Linked DNA regions of Mus musculus: region 1 is linked to region 2. A link is a contact called in public HiChIP or PLAC-seq data. All regions are on one chromosome and are shown on one strand. Each heading gives the region's core, a stretch centred on a gene start, on an enhancer-like site or on the middle of the called end of the contact. The rest is flanking DNA. Distances are from core to core; before and after follow the strand shown. Region 1 has its middle 100 kb from the start of Gm30662. Region 2 has its middle 9.6 kb from the start of Gm30662.

Evidence for each region. HiChIP or PLAC-seq counts read pairs in DNA pulled down with a chosen protein or histone mark.
Region 1: a contact with region 2 is called in a BATF HiChIP or PLAC-seq map of CD8 T cells, with 14 read pairs. The contact joins two enhancer-like sites. A contact is called at or near these places in 4 of 39 promoter capture datasets (3T3-L1-derived adipocytes, epiblast stem cells, hippocampal neurons and 1 more), 8 of 484 Hi-C or Micro-C datasets (the 63-12 cell line, CD8 T cells, the MNK3 cell line and 4 more) and 7 of 115 datasets of contacts at active chromatin or transcription factors (the 230-238 cell line, CD8 T cells, DN3 thymocytes and 3 more).

What each region holds. Positions count from the first base shown.
Region 1 is chr14:78,429,780-78,437,029 of GRCm38.p6, forward strand. No RefSeq gene overlaps it. Among named protein-coding and RNA genes, the nearest start is that of Gm30662, 100 kb to the left of the region's middle. Within about 2 kb of position 2,347, at least 49 of the 459 cell types and tissues checked have an H3K27ac peak or open chromatin away from gene starts, as enhancers often do. A contact at or near this core is called in the 230-238 cell line, the 63-12 cell line, CD8 T cells and 4 more, where this site is marked.
Region 2 is chr14:78,318,986-78,326,020 of GRCm38.p6, forward strand. No RefSeq gene overlaps it. Among named protein-coding and RNA genes, the nearest start is that of Gm30662, 9.6 kb to the right of the region's middle. Within about 2 kb of position 1,451, at least 18 of the 459 cell types and tissues checked have an H3K27ac peak or open chromatin away from gene starts, as enhancers often do. A contact at or near this core is called in the 230-238 cell line, the 63-12 cell line, CD8 T cells and 4 more, where this site is marked.

The DNA of each region.
Region 1 (7,250 bases), core at 1,097-3,596, 110 kb after region 2:
GTGGGGGGAGGGTATGGGGGACTTTTGGGATAGCATTGGAAATGTAATTGAGGAAAATATGTAATAAAAAATATATATTAAAAGAAAAAGAAAATGCCGTGTCTCCCAGATGCTTTGCCCTAAGTGAGAGTCATAACCACACGTAATGTCTTAAGCAGTCAGTCACACATGTTAGACTATGAGATTCTGTGTTAGATACTTTGTATCACTATAACAAACACCTGCGATAATAAATTTATAAACAGAAATGGTTTGTTTTGGTGGGTCTTATCCATAAGCAATTTTGCTCATCTATTTTTGTTAATTGGTTAGTTTGTTTGTTTGTTTGCTTGTTTGTTTTGAACACGTGGTAAGGATCATAGGATGACAGGTCAGAACTACTCACCTCATGGCAAAGGAACAAAAGATAAAATGGGTGGATCTATAACCTCCTTTGATAACATCCCCCTCTAATGATCTAAAAACCTCCCACTAGGCTCTTCCTCTTAAAGGTTCATCACCACACAAAAGCACATTCCAAAAGACCAAACTGCTAATTCGTTGGCTTTGGGGCACATTTAGGACCCAGACTATAGCAAATTTCAAAACTGTGTGGAGAGGATTCCCCACCCTTTAAAGTTAGTGTATATACTAATAGAAAAGAAGACACAACATGTGCAAAGACAGTATATTAAAAATAAAACATCGAAAACATATGTATAGGGTAAACTTCATGGGGATTTCACAGGAGGAAGAACAGAGACATCAAGCTGGGATATCAAGGAAGGAGCAATTCTAGCAGAAGGCCGAAGGCTAAGATGGGTTTTGATGAGATAAGAATATATCACAGATGGAGCAAAGGTTCAGAATAAAGTACCCCGGATAAAACAAGGCACTCAGGAAATACTTGAGGCTTTCCATACTGTGGTTGTTTGAATAAGAATGAGCCCCCCATAGGCTCCTATGTTTGAATACTTGGTTCTCAGAAAGTGGAACTGTTTGGGAAGGATTAGAAGGTATGGCCTTGTCGGAAGAGGTGTGTCATTGGAGGTAGGATTTGAGGTTTTTATGACATTCCCAATATTCTCATTCTCTCTCTCTCTCTCTCTCTCTCTCTCTCTCTCTCTCTCTCTCAAGATGCTAGTTCTCATCAGCTTCTCCAGCCACCTGCCACCATGCCTTGCTCCCCCATCATAGATTCTAACCCTCTGACCCTATAAATCCATTAAACATTTTTTTTCCGCTCATGATGTTTTGTCACAGCAACAGTAAAGTAACTAAGACACGGGCTCATTTATAACTGAGCAACCATTAAAACTTAAGATTCTGGAACAGAGAGAGAAGAAAACCTCTCTGTACTACTCCTTGCATAATGGTGTCTTTGCTTTGGCATAGAAGAAAGTACAACCATGATTCTCTAACTCCAGAAACAGAGCAGACGGCAAGGAAAAGAAAGGCAAAAATAAATAAATAAATAAATAAATAAAACATACAGAAAGAGAACCATCTGTGTTTTCTGGGTTAGCCTTTCTTCCAATGTGTAATTATGACTCCAAGAGCTGGGCTGGCCATTCAGAGGGATGATGGTCCAGGTCAAGCAATAACCCACAGAAGAGGAAATCAGCATCCAGACATTAGACTGCATTTGCATAGTTTTTCCTTACAGGAGGTTTGTGTTGCCAACTAAAAACTAGATACTTCCTCAATACATCTTAATTTGATAGGAGACATCAAATTCACAAATCTTCAGCATAGCCTAAAGCAGTGCCAACCGCCCCATCCCTAGAATAAAACACGAGACTATATTATTTTCATTTTGTAGGAAACACTGAAAGTTCAGGGCTGGAAAATTGTGTGTGGGCTGATGCCTGATGGTGCAGCCGGTTATTATGTAGTGACTCACAATAAATTTCCAGAGCTACCACACCTCAAAGCTAAACTCACTCAAACCAAACAGTAAACTATTAGCAGGGATATTTTTGTAACCATAATTTCTAGCCTTTTAAATATTATTTTAAAAGACATGCAACATGGCCAATTTTGTAAAAGCCGTAGCCTTTTCTTTTATAGCGTCCATGGTTTAGAATATTCATCTCTCAAAAAAATAAAAAATGAAAACATGCTCTGGGAGTGTTTTAAGGATTTTTTTTTTTTTTAGCTAACTCGGTCAACTAGCACAATGGTGAGGCAGAAACTCTGTCCTGCCAGCCAGCCTTAGCCCCTCATCACAGGGAAAACTCAGAGGACTCCTATGACCATGGCAGCATCTGCCCCAGGTACCATAAAGGAAGTCTCTTCACAGAAGACCATGCAGATGCTGGCTCGACACAGGAAGTGCTGCTGGTGGCAGACACCCGGTTCTAAGAAAGACTGTAAAATAGGCTGCTAAGCATTTCCCTGACCCGGAACAAAGCAACTGACAAACCATGCATAGATCGACTAAGGCCCTCCAACTTCATGCCTGACTCCAGGTTTGGGTACCTACAGAGACACACCACGTATCTGCAAAGATCCACAATGAAATTGCATCTGTCTGTGCCCCAAGAGCCCTGTTTAAATGGATATTCTAAGAACATCTGAACAGCTTCCTGAGAGACTCAGCCTGGAGCTCTTATGAGCATCAGAATGGACAGGCTTCTCTCATTTCTGCTTAGCCCCGTGAGGCATGCTGTTGGGTCTGTGAGGCACATGCTTGCATGGACTACTGTGCTAGGTGCTCTGGCTCTGCGTTTTTGAGCTTGGAGCATCACACAGACATATTATTCAGATGGAGTGGATGAAATGAATAATTTACAGTGTGTGTTTTGCTGTCCCCTTTGTTCCCATCTCTCAAAGGTCTCAAATGTGTCATAAAAGACATTCCTAGAGTGACATCCTCCCATTCTTTTCTAAGCATAGAATTAATGAAGCGAATGAGTGTCATGAAACCTTCCAAAACTCCCCACTGGGGTGGGGGTGGGTGTCAACAAAGGCCAGCCAAAAGAGCTAGCTGTTCAGGTGGGGCAGAGGCCAGCAACAGGAGACAGAAGAGAATCCTGGCACACCGCAGACAGAGTGGGGTTTTTCTCGGTTAGGAATGCAAACCTAACCTCAGCTCTCAAAAAGGAATTGGATGCAAAGAGCTGCAGGGCACAGAGGAGTCAGGGCAGTGGGGGTAGAGCCATGTCTGCCCTCTGCCCAGGTTTGTTTGCCTTAAACTGAACAGCAACTAAGAACTAACGGCTTCCCTGGTTGTTTTGGGATTAAAAGCCAAGGGTGGCAGAAGAAATGGGTTGTGCACTGTAAAAAAATAGGCAGAAGGTACAGCCTCACAGGCAGTCACATCTCCCTCCTGAACAGAGAGATAGAGATCCTGTTCTCCCAGGGCTCCAAGTGCCCTTCCTGCTTCAATGTCAGTGGTGGCTCTGCATACTGGGCCCTCTTTGTAGTGGGCAATCCCATCACCTCTCTGTAGGATTTCTCTTACTCCAGCACTCCCTGTTCCACCCAGGTCAGGACCAGAGGTCTAGAGTCTCCCTACAATCCATGCCTTGCTCGCCCACCTCAAAGACCTTCTAGCTAATAAAACACCACCTCCCTGTCACTGGCTGTCCTGTCCTCCTAAGGTTCCCGTGTTCTGCTCCCTAAAGATAGTCTGTGTTGTTGTGGCACCCATAGTAGGACTTCGGGCTACCCTTGGACTGTGACTTATGGAAAAGAACAAAGTCCTGGTCTTCCAGCAGTCCTCCTCTTTTCTTCTAGTTGGTTTTATATGCCAGCTGCACATGCCGTGCCCAGCTTTACCGTTCTGTGGGCCTCGACGAAGAACATCCACAACTGTTGATGGAAGAAGACACACTTAGAAGATCTCTACCCTGTCACTCCCAGAAAGCCTACCTGTTCCACAGACACCCACCCCCTACTACACAGAGCACAAGCCACTAGACATTTTCCTTCATCTTCTTTGTAGAGTCTCGAAGCCACTTATGCTCTTTTGGCTTCTGAGTTCTTTCTTCCCCACAGCAAGAACAAGGCTGACGGTGAGTGAAGACTTAGTCAGGAGCTCTTGCCTTCTCAGTCAGTCTCACTGCGGAAAAGGTACTCTGGCTTCTTGAGCCAAGTGATGGGGGGAGGTGGGCACTCTTAAGTGAGAGAGCTGTACACCAGGTGTCCTGAAGGGACATCCTCTGCTGCTGACCCTTTCTGCAAAAGGAACATAATGACTCCACTTCCTAGATGGCTCCTGAGCCAAAAGACACCCTGCTTTGTGGTCTCCTTAGGCAACCAAAGAAAGGCCAGTGCCTATCCATTGAGTTTCATGAACAGCTGAGAATGTCTAAAAATCAGACGTGCATAAGTAGGTGGGGCCCAGATGGGTGAATGTGTATCAGAGGAGTAGATTTCATCAACATCTGAGAAATGACTTTGAACCCCTAAACCCTACACATATGGGCTGAGATACTTTCAATCTCAAGTTAGCATAAACTAAGAAAGAAATCTGTGGGTTTGCATACCTGTGTGCCGTTGATCTCGAGCCCCGCTGGCTCTAAGGTCTCAGTGTCTTCAGAGCTCTGCTCTGTCTCCACCTGGTGGACCATTGTCAGCTTGGATCCCAGTACAATGAGAGCAATTTCCAATCATACCACCAGAATTGTCTCACGGGTCTACTTGCTCAATAAGCTTGTCTCTAAACTACTTGGTTAAGTAGGCTCTTCCAAGGCAGAACATGCCTTGCTCTGATTGTAGAAAATGTTCTCCACAAAAGAGATATCCCCAGTTCCTAGGACAGGAGTAAATACTGGTCAGGCAAGAACATCCATGTCACCCAGCGTCAACTGTGTACCAGATGTGAAAAACTCACAGCAAGCTGGGATGCCCAGAGCACATAAACGGAGATCTCTGAATCCCACTTGCTGCCAACAAAAGACAAAGAGAACGCTGGACCGTGAATTAGAAAGATGAAATATAACAAGGTATATTGCTTTCTTCATATAGCAGACCATCTAGAGTTAAATTCACGTTCTTTTGGCCAGCTAGAGTTAAATTCACATAACCATAGACTTTGCTGCAATCATCAATATAATTCTGTGACTCAACAAGATAAATGCGCAAAAAAAAAAAAAAAAAAACACACACACACAGAAGAGTCAAAAGTTACAGCGACGTTAGATTGTAATCAGACCCTGTAGTTCTGGCCACCCACTGACATCATTTCCTGCTGCGAGCACATCTCTACCTTATTCTCCTCCACAGAAGGTCCTCCGCTACAGACTCCCTGTGACCTGGGCTTCACACACATGTGTCCTATGGGCAGCAATCAGTGCAGTTCTTGTCTCCCACTGAGCCCGAATACCAACGAGAAACACTGACCCATCGGCTCAGAAACTCCAAACTGAGGGCATGCTGGATCATCTGATGAGCTACAGAGCAGCACTCATTCTAGCAACGGAGGCTCCCCTCACTAAGATCAGCCATCTCTCTATGAAGAAGGGCACTTGAACACCCTGACCCTTTGCAGGAAAGTGGGGCATTCTGGGAAGGCCTCCCTGTCAGAGAAGGGCTCCAGTGCAGACACTTGAACACCCTGACTCTCTGCGGAGAAGCAAGGCATTCTGGGAAAGTCTTTCTGTAAGAGCTTTCCTAGGCTTTGTGGGGAATAGGTTCTCTTGACCTGGCACTTCGGTGTCTCCAGCCCTGTCTTGGGTCTTGAAAACAGCAAGCCACAGAGTACCTACCATGTGACTGGCATGGCATCGCAAAGATGCCTTTAGAAGTTTCCAGGCGACTCCCAGGCCAGCACCGAGGTATAGAATAGTTCTGTACGTATTTAAGACAATTTCACACTGAAAAAAAAAAAATCAGACTAACATTTCCACAGAAGAGAAACATGGGAGTAGACAAAGTTGAAGCCCTGGTTTTCTGGCTAAGAAAACAGGAATTGCTAAGATTGCTTCTCTGCCGTAACCAGCAGCAAATGTTTCCAGGCACGCATGGCCGCAGACCTGAGTAGAGCTCACCCCCCCACACACACACACACACACACACACACCACACAAACCAGCCCGAGATGCTAGGCTGGCGTCTTTCTATAAAAGCCACGAGTGATCAGTGAGGAAGAAACGTGCGCAGCTCCACAACATTGTCCTCCAACTCAGTGGTCGCCTGAGTTGGAAGAGTCTGTCACCAACATTCGACCTGGTCAGGGAACAGAGTCCCTGAGAGCTGAGTGAAGGGAGTGTCAAAACCACTGACAGGAAGAAAAGCAGTGGGCAAGGGAGTAGAGGGAGAAAAACCAGACATAGGTGGCAGCTACCAAGCCATGTTTCTTCTGCTTTCGGAGGTGATGGGTGCCTCACCTAAGACAGCTCTGAGATAAGGCTTAAAGGCAGGTGGGCGGTTGTTTAAAGGGTGCCCACATGGACATACTAACTAGCTAGAGAAAACTGAGCTTTCAAGTCCTCTTCAGGAAGTTCAGCAGTTTTACGATGAGTCAGCGACAGACAGGCAGTGGTTAAAAGTGAAGATACTGATCTAATTGCAAAAAAGAAAAAGATAGAAAAGAGAAAAAGGAAGATAAAAGAAAGAAGAGAAAAGGAAAGGGAAGGAAGAAAAGAAAAGAGAGGGGAGGGAAGGGAAGGGAAGGGAAGGGAAGGGAAGGGAAGGGAAGGGAAGGGAAGGGAAGGGAAGGGAAGGGAAGAGGGGAAGGGAAGAGGAGAAGAGAAGAGAAGAGAAGAGGAGAGGAGAGGAGAGGAGAGGAGAGAAGAGAAGAGAAGAGAAGAGAAGAGAAGAGAAGAGAAGAGAAGAGAAGAGAAGAGAAGAGAAGAGAAGAGAAGAGAAGAGAAGAGAAGAGAAGAGAAGGTAGGAGAAGGCAGAGACCCAACTCATCCACACCAATGCTTAAAGTCTGAACAGAGGAGTTCCTAAGACACATAACAGTTATCACTAATTATCACTAATGCTGTGTGCTTCAGGCCAATGAGAGACACTGTCTCAGATAACAGGGTGACAGACGGAGCCTAACAGATGACATTTGAGGTTGGCCTTGGGCCTTGGAATGCAGGCTCCCCGCCCACACACACACACACCTATGCTTGTGCAACTACACCCGCATGCTCACCCATACGAACAAATGCAAGTCAAGAATCAGTAGGTTCCAACATTCACAGTCTCCTGCAGCTGCCTGACTCCAGGACAGATTTCCAAGCTCCAGGCCCTGACTTTTCTGCCCTTGCTCAGAAGATTTTCTTTTCTCCTCTATCTTGGAGCAAAGAGGGGAGCCAGTCTTCCTGCTT
Region 2 (7,035 bases), core at 201-2,700:
TCTCTATCCCTCCCTCCCTCCCTCCCTCTCATTCCTACTTTACCCTACTGTCACACAAGCAGACAGCCACTTACCGTATAGTATAATTAGCAAAATGTCTTGGGAGCACATAAGAGAAGTTTTTAACCTTGGCCATAAAAGACTTGTTGAAGGAAGCCATATTTAAACAAGACTTGTGGGATGAGTAATCATTATTTAAGCAAAGTGGGAAAATATAGGGGCCAAGAAACAAAACAGGATGTATTCAAGGAACTGAAAGTTTAGTGTCACAGCGTGTGAGGATAGAACGTGTGAGGAGAGACCAGGATGCTGAAAAAACAAGCCTTTGTCTCTTCAGATAAAAAGTTGGATTTTCTTCTGAGGCAGTGCAAAGCCTTTAAAATGTTCTCTCTGTGTGTTTTGCTGCATGGTTCAGAAGGTGTTCGAGCTGCAGTGTGGAGGACAGGCTTGTGGAGGAAGATCATAGATGATGGGCAGAGCAAGCCTGGAGGAGAAGTTGGTTATATGGCCACTGCCAAATACAGGCAAGGACCAGCAGTAAATGGCAGAAGTGGTGTGGAAGTAGAATCCTCAGAGCCATTTAGTCAAAGAAGCCACTGGGTTTGGTTGTGAGAAGATGAGGAAGACCAAAGACCCAAGATGTCACCCAAGTCACTGCCTTTACTGAGATGAACACCCAGGAGGAGTCACAGGCTCTCCAGGTCCTGACTGCAGGTCGGAGGAGCCTGTGACATCTTTCCTGCTTCATTACTGAGGTGACTCCTCCTATTCAGCCTTCAGGTCCCTACTCATAACTCCTTCCCACTTCCCGCACACACAGAGACTTAGTTAAACAATGCTTTCACTTTGTCCCTCTCTCACTCACTTCACCTCTATCACTTTCTTTGTTTCAGTGACTCTAATCATTTCTGTGTAGTCTTGAAGACACGGAGTCTGCTTATTTATTATGTGTACCCCGCACCATCCAGCAGTCAAGTTCCTGACACGTGGCAGAGAGAGGCCTCCTGAATTTTAAACCAGATAGGAATGCTTGTGGGGAGGTATTTCTGAGCAGGCATGTTGCAGAAGTAACAGGTGTGGCATCTGCCACCATCACAGCAGACACACAGGTCACTGCTCCACAGCAACACGGCTCTTCCAGCCTGGGAAAGAGAGAGAACTGACCTCTATTCAGATGGGGCTTTGCTCAACACCAAACTGCACCAAAGGTCTGGGCAAACGTCTCATCGAGGCTGTCTAGTTAGAGAACTTTCGTTCTTTCTGTAGTCACAGCTCTCAACCATCAAAAAAGATTCGGATTTTAGAAAAGCCCTCCGTGGAAACTTCAGAGTAGAAGGGACTGGTCTAACCATGAATCTATTCCTGCTCCGTGACAGAGTGAAAGTTTTAGGAGCCTGCCCTAAAACCAAGCAGTTAAAAACGGGGACCTTGTGGTCTCACATCCTGTGATTAAATCCAAGCTGCGCCACTAACAGGAGAGGTGACCTCTATTTCTGGGTCTGGGTTTCATTCTTTGAAAAGCTAAGGTAAAACACTACAGGATGGCTACAGAGCCATGGTGCCAGCAGACCTGAGTGGTGAGAGCTCTGGTTTAGTACTGCCGAGTTGTTTTGAGTTCAGTGTGAGTGGACATATATGGAAACTCCAGCTAACATTGCTTAACATATGTACTGCTGTTCCAACCACTCTTCATCTCGCTGCTATACTCACTATGGCCACACCACAGCATCCTTACTCAACCTGATCATATTTTTGAAACTGAATCTCTTTAGGTGTCTTAGTATGTCCCAGAATTCCTGAGCTCAAGGGATCATCCTGCTTCCGGTCACTCTGAGCAGTTTCAGATGGATTTTTGCTGCTATCATCAGCACCGGAAGTAAGGAAGACCACCAGGAAAGTACACATGATCTATGTTCTTTGCTAACCTGCCTCGGTGGAAGCTGCAAACCCTGCACTAGGAAGAACAAGGCAAGGGGAGTCCAAGTTCAAATGCTTTAGGTCAGACTGGTCCACCCGGTGAGACAGACCCTCATGTCAATAATTGTAAAACTTACACGTGAAAGTCTGTGTGCTTTATCTAGTGACAGTACTCATATCTTAGTAGAATGATCACTTACTTGTTTCTTTCTTTAAAAGTAAACTCGGATGCACAAGAAGACAGAAAGCTATGAAAGAACTCTCCTATAACAAAGGTCTGCCCACAGCAGACGTGGCAGGGGCTGGCCGAGGTGGAGATCAGTAAGGAGATATGAAGCACAGGGAGGGTTTCTGAGGTCACGATCCAGCACAGCTCTGCACCGCCATGTTCTGATCAGGTCGATGGGGCTGTCAATGACAGACATCGCTTGAGCAGACATTCCATGAAAATAATCTAAGCATCCGTTTCATGAATTATAAAAGACAGGCTTAAGTTTGTATTTGGAAAATTCATTCAGTTTTCAATTGTAAAACTTAAAAAGAATTGCCATTTTGTGTGTGTGTGTGTGTGTGTGTGTGTGTGTGTGTGTGTGTGTGTGTGTGTGTATGAGAGAGAGAGAGAGAGATTGAAACACAGAGAGAAAGAGTGAGGGGGAGGGGAGAAGTAGGTGGGGAGGAGAGAAAGAAATGGGTGAGAGGTGGGAACATAAATGTTATGGGTTGAGTGTGGAGGTCAAGAGGTCGGAAGACAATTTGAGTTTCGGTTTTCTTCTTCTTCTACCGTGTGGGTTTCAGAGATCAAATCAGATCATCAAGTTGGTGGCCTTATCCTGGTGCCCTTGTCCTGGTGCCCTTATCCTGGTGCTTTTGTCCTGGAAACCATCTTGTTGTCCCTTCAATTTTAAAGTATTTTTAAGAGAGAGAGAAAAAAAGTCATTGAGAAATCTGTAAGACTGTCATTAGTAAGAAGAGGTCTGTTTGGCTGTGTCATTAGATCCAAACATTTCCATTATCAGTAGTACAGACAAGGAAACTGGGACACGTGGGCAGACGGCAGGGAGCCTCATCTTCTGACATTTGGGTTCACATTTGGCATTTATTCTTGCTCTTCAGCATTTTGATGGAAATTGTGTGACTCACTTATAAAGAAAGGCATTTGTGTGTATAGAATTCTTTCATATTTGCTAAGTAAAATTAGCATTTCTACAGTCCACATACTGAATTATTCCAGCCATTTTGGACCTCAGGAAGTTGGCTGATAAAAGCCCCTGCCAGAGAAGGTAATTTCCACTGTTAGAATTGTGAAACTCACCGCAGACAGACTAGGGAGATTGCATTATAGAGTAAATTAATGCTCAGAGGGGTAGTTTGTATAATCTAAGATGTTGTGTCCACTCTGCTATATAAACTAGCAATCTTCACTGGCACTTAGGTGTGAGACATCAGACTATTAAAAAAATGTGTGTGTGTGTGTGTGTGTGAGTGTGTGTGCGCGCACTGTGTATTGCATGTTTGTGTTCACATGGGTGTGCATGTGGGTAGAACTGCATGTGCTCATGTGTTCATGCATGTGGAAGACTGAGGTTAACATTGCTTGTCTTCCTCAATATCTCTCCATCTTATTTCCTTCTGACAAATTCTTCCAGTAAAAGAATCTATCAACTCAACTAGAATGATTGGTCAACGAGCTCCAGAAACCTGCCTGTCTCCCCACCCTGTAGCACCGGAGTTACAGAAGTGCAACTATTGCACCCAGGACTTTAAGTTCTGGGGACTCGGACCCAGACACAGGTTCTCATGTTGCACACCAAGCACTTTACCAAATGAGCCATCTCCTCAGCCCCTGTGACATGTCTTGATGGGCAAGTGTTCTGAAAATATCCATACTAAATTGTTTATATTTCTGATGGAACATCCCACAATGACAAGATGCTCCAAATAATTGCCACTCAACATGAGAGACTTAGACACAGCGAGCTGGCTAGGAACATTGTGATTAAAGAATACTAGACCCTGGTCTATTAAAACTCAAAAACCTGAATTTCCTCACTCTCTCACTAGCTCCTGAGTTTGTGGTCGTCACACGGAGTGCATAGACCTAAACCCATTTTCTTAGACCTCTCACTTCTGGGGCGGGGGAGATTGCTCAGCTGTTAAGAGTTTCGATGCTCTCTTGCCAAGGACCTGAGTTTGAGCCCCAGCAGGCACATCAGGCTGTGCACAACTTCCTTTAACTCCGGGTCCAAGGGATCTGACGCCCTCTTGTGGATCCCACATTTACACATGCATATACCCACACAGAGCCGTACACATAGACACAAAATTTCAAATAAAAGTAAGTCTTTAAAATCATGTCAAATCTCCTTCTGTTCACTAGTATTCTGCGTGTAAAACACTGTTTTGAAATTCGTTGAGGCTCAGTGTGACCCAGTGACTGTGGAGGAAAACAGAAGAGGGTAGAATTCTTGACAAAGTTGAGAGGGAGCAATCCCATTCACTTCTTTTCTAAAACACAGAAGAAGGCTGCATAGTTCATTTCCACTGGTCCAGAAGTACTAGGATAATTCAACTTTAAGAACTTTGTGAATCAGCTCATACATGAGCTCAGAGGTCAGTCAACATCTTAAACAAACAAGCTGCTCTCTGCTCTACTTTGCCACATTCTGGGGCCGGAACAAAAGACAGTTAGGAAAGAGCTGAAAGTTTACCTCTTTAGAGTTCATCTCTTTATCTGCCAGTTTACCAGTTTAACCTGTTAAATGTCTAACTGGTCATATAAGAGATGCCAATTTGTCCTGGGGACCACTCAACTTACCCCACAACTGTGTCAAGAAGGTCACTTTCTCTGGGACCTAGCTGAGCCCACATCTTTCAGGGTTCAGTCCCAATGGGACATGGCATGCCACCCCCTATCTTCCTGTTTATCTGGCTGAGTGTTCTCACCATAGACCTGTAGCCACAGTCATGGTAAGATGAATATAGCTGCAGGAACACTCACATTTGGGTGCTTACTGTCGAACGGGGGTGTTTTTGTAACACCAAGCAGAGTTTAAACAAATAGACATGATCAGGACACACTATAATTAATGGCTCCACCACAGCCAAACTGTCCAGCTTCATAGTGTCAGCCTGTCTAGCCTCACCCAGGACTTGGCTTTCTCTTCCACTTAGGAGAGCAGGTCTGATCTGGCTGCAACTGAGTAGGTTCACTTGGGAACTCATGTGATGATCTCATTGCGTGGCGATGTTTACTGGGTGATGTTGCCCATCTCTCTTCTATGGGTGGAAATTGTTGAGGACCCTAGGCCTACAGATACTAAGTGTTGGGATATAACTCTGGTGCCAATTTATCATGGTCATAAATAAATAAATACATGTTATTTATCGAAGGGCTAACAGGCCCAAGCATGGCAAACATCAAGTTGTGCCGACCCTGCTTCTTTCTCCCTTGATAAACCCTTAGACTGTATTACCAAAACTAGCCCCAAGGTCCATTCCCCATTTGGCCATGGACTCATTCCTGAGACTGGTCACCAAGGTCCAACAATCAAATCACCAGGGCCCAGCAATCAAAATTCATTATTTGGCTACAGTGGCAAACCTGTCCAATAAGGACTTACCGGCGCATCCTAGCACAGACTCCTCCTTTTCTCTTTAGAAACCTCAGTTCTGCAAAACCCACTTGCTGCCGCTGCCTGCTCTATGCCCACCCCATGCACCTGCTTGCCCCTCTGGGGTAATGAATCTACTGCTGAAAATTTGGCATTTGGTGTACCCCGTGCCGACTCCGAGGACCTGCCCCAACCCTTACAGGTATTATGGATAGAAATGTTTCCTTAAAACTTACATGGTGAACTCCTAATCTTCAGTACCTCATAACGTAGCAATATTTGGTGGTAGAAACTTTAAAGTCACTAGAATAGCTCCTAATCTGAAATAGCTGTCCTAAAGAAGACAAAGATTGAATACAGACCTGTGCAGAGGGAGAGCAATGTGGAGGTGTGGAAGATTCCATTTGCATTTAAAAGCCTCAGGAGGCCCCAGACAGCCCCTCTTTATGGTCCTGCCTGTGTTTACATCTTATAAGGGAAGTGTAGGAAGCCCTGAGTGACTGTTCTGTTGGCATTGCCACAGCCATGTCAAGGACCCCAAGGCTTCACACCCATGGAAAAAATGGCAAAGCCTTCCCAAGGTGTCTTGGTCAGGGTTTCTATTTCTGCACAAAACATCATGACCAAGAAGCAAGTTGGGAAGGAAAGGGTTTATTCAGCTTACACTTTCCACATTGCTGTTGATCACCAAAGGATACAGTACTGGAACTCAAGCAGGTCAGGAAGCAGGAGCTGATGCAGAGGCCATGGAGGGATGTTACTTACTGGCTTGCTTCCCCTGGCTTGCTCAGCCTGCTCTCTTATAGAACCAAGACTACCAGACCAGAGTTGGCACCACCCACAAGGGGATTTCCCGCCTTGATCACTAATTGAGAAAATGCCTTACAGCTGGATCTCATGGAGGCATTTCCCCAACTGAAGCTCCTTTCTCTGTGATAACTCCAGTTTGTGTCAAGTTGATACAAAAATAGCCAGTACACAAGGCTTGGCTAAGGGTAGTGCTAAAACCTTCCTTCTTGGTCCATGTGTGGATGTTGATGGTGTGTGCAGAAAACGTCCACCATTCCCCACCTCTTCCAGCCCAGACATATACACCCTGAAGACTGCTCCCTACAGAGTCCACTCCTACTGAAATTAACTAAACCTGTCTCCTTGATCCAACTGTATACCATCAACCTCACCTGCTTGTATACCTATATGTAATAACCATGCCTCTGTATTCAGCTGCATATAATAACTCTGCCTGTGCATAACAAACACACTTCTCCGTCAGAGAGCCAAGACCACCAAATTCCAGCTTTTTCATGTTTCTGGTTTGGTTAGTCTGTCTTGTCTGTCTGTCTGTCTGTCTGTCTGTCTGTCTTTCGTTCATTCTCTTGCTACCCCTGGTGAGGTCCACCCCCAAGCCATACGGCCCTTGCTAATCTTGACCTTCTTATCTCCATTCTGAGGAAGTAAGTTTCTGTAGCTCAAGCTACAAAGTGCCATCAGTGGTATTTTGTTACAG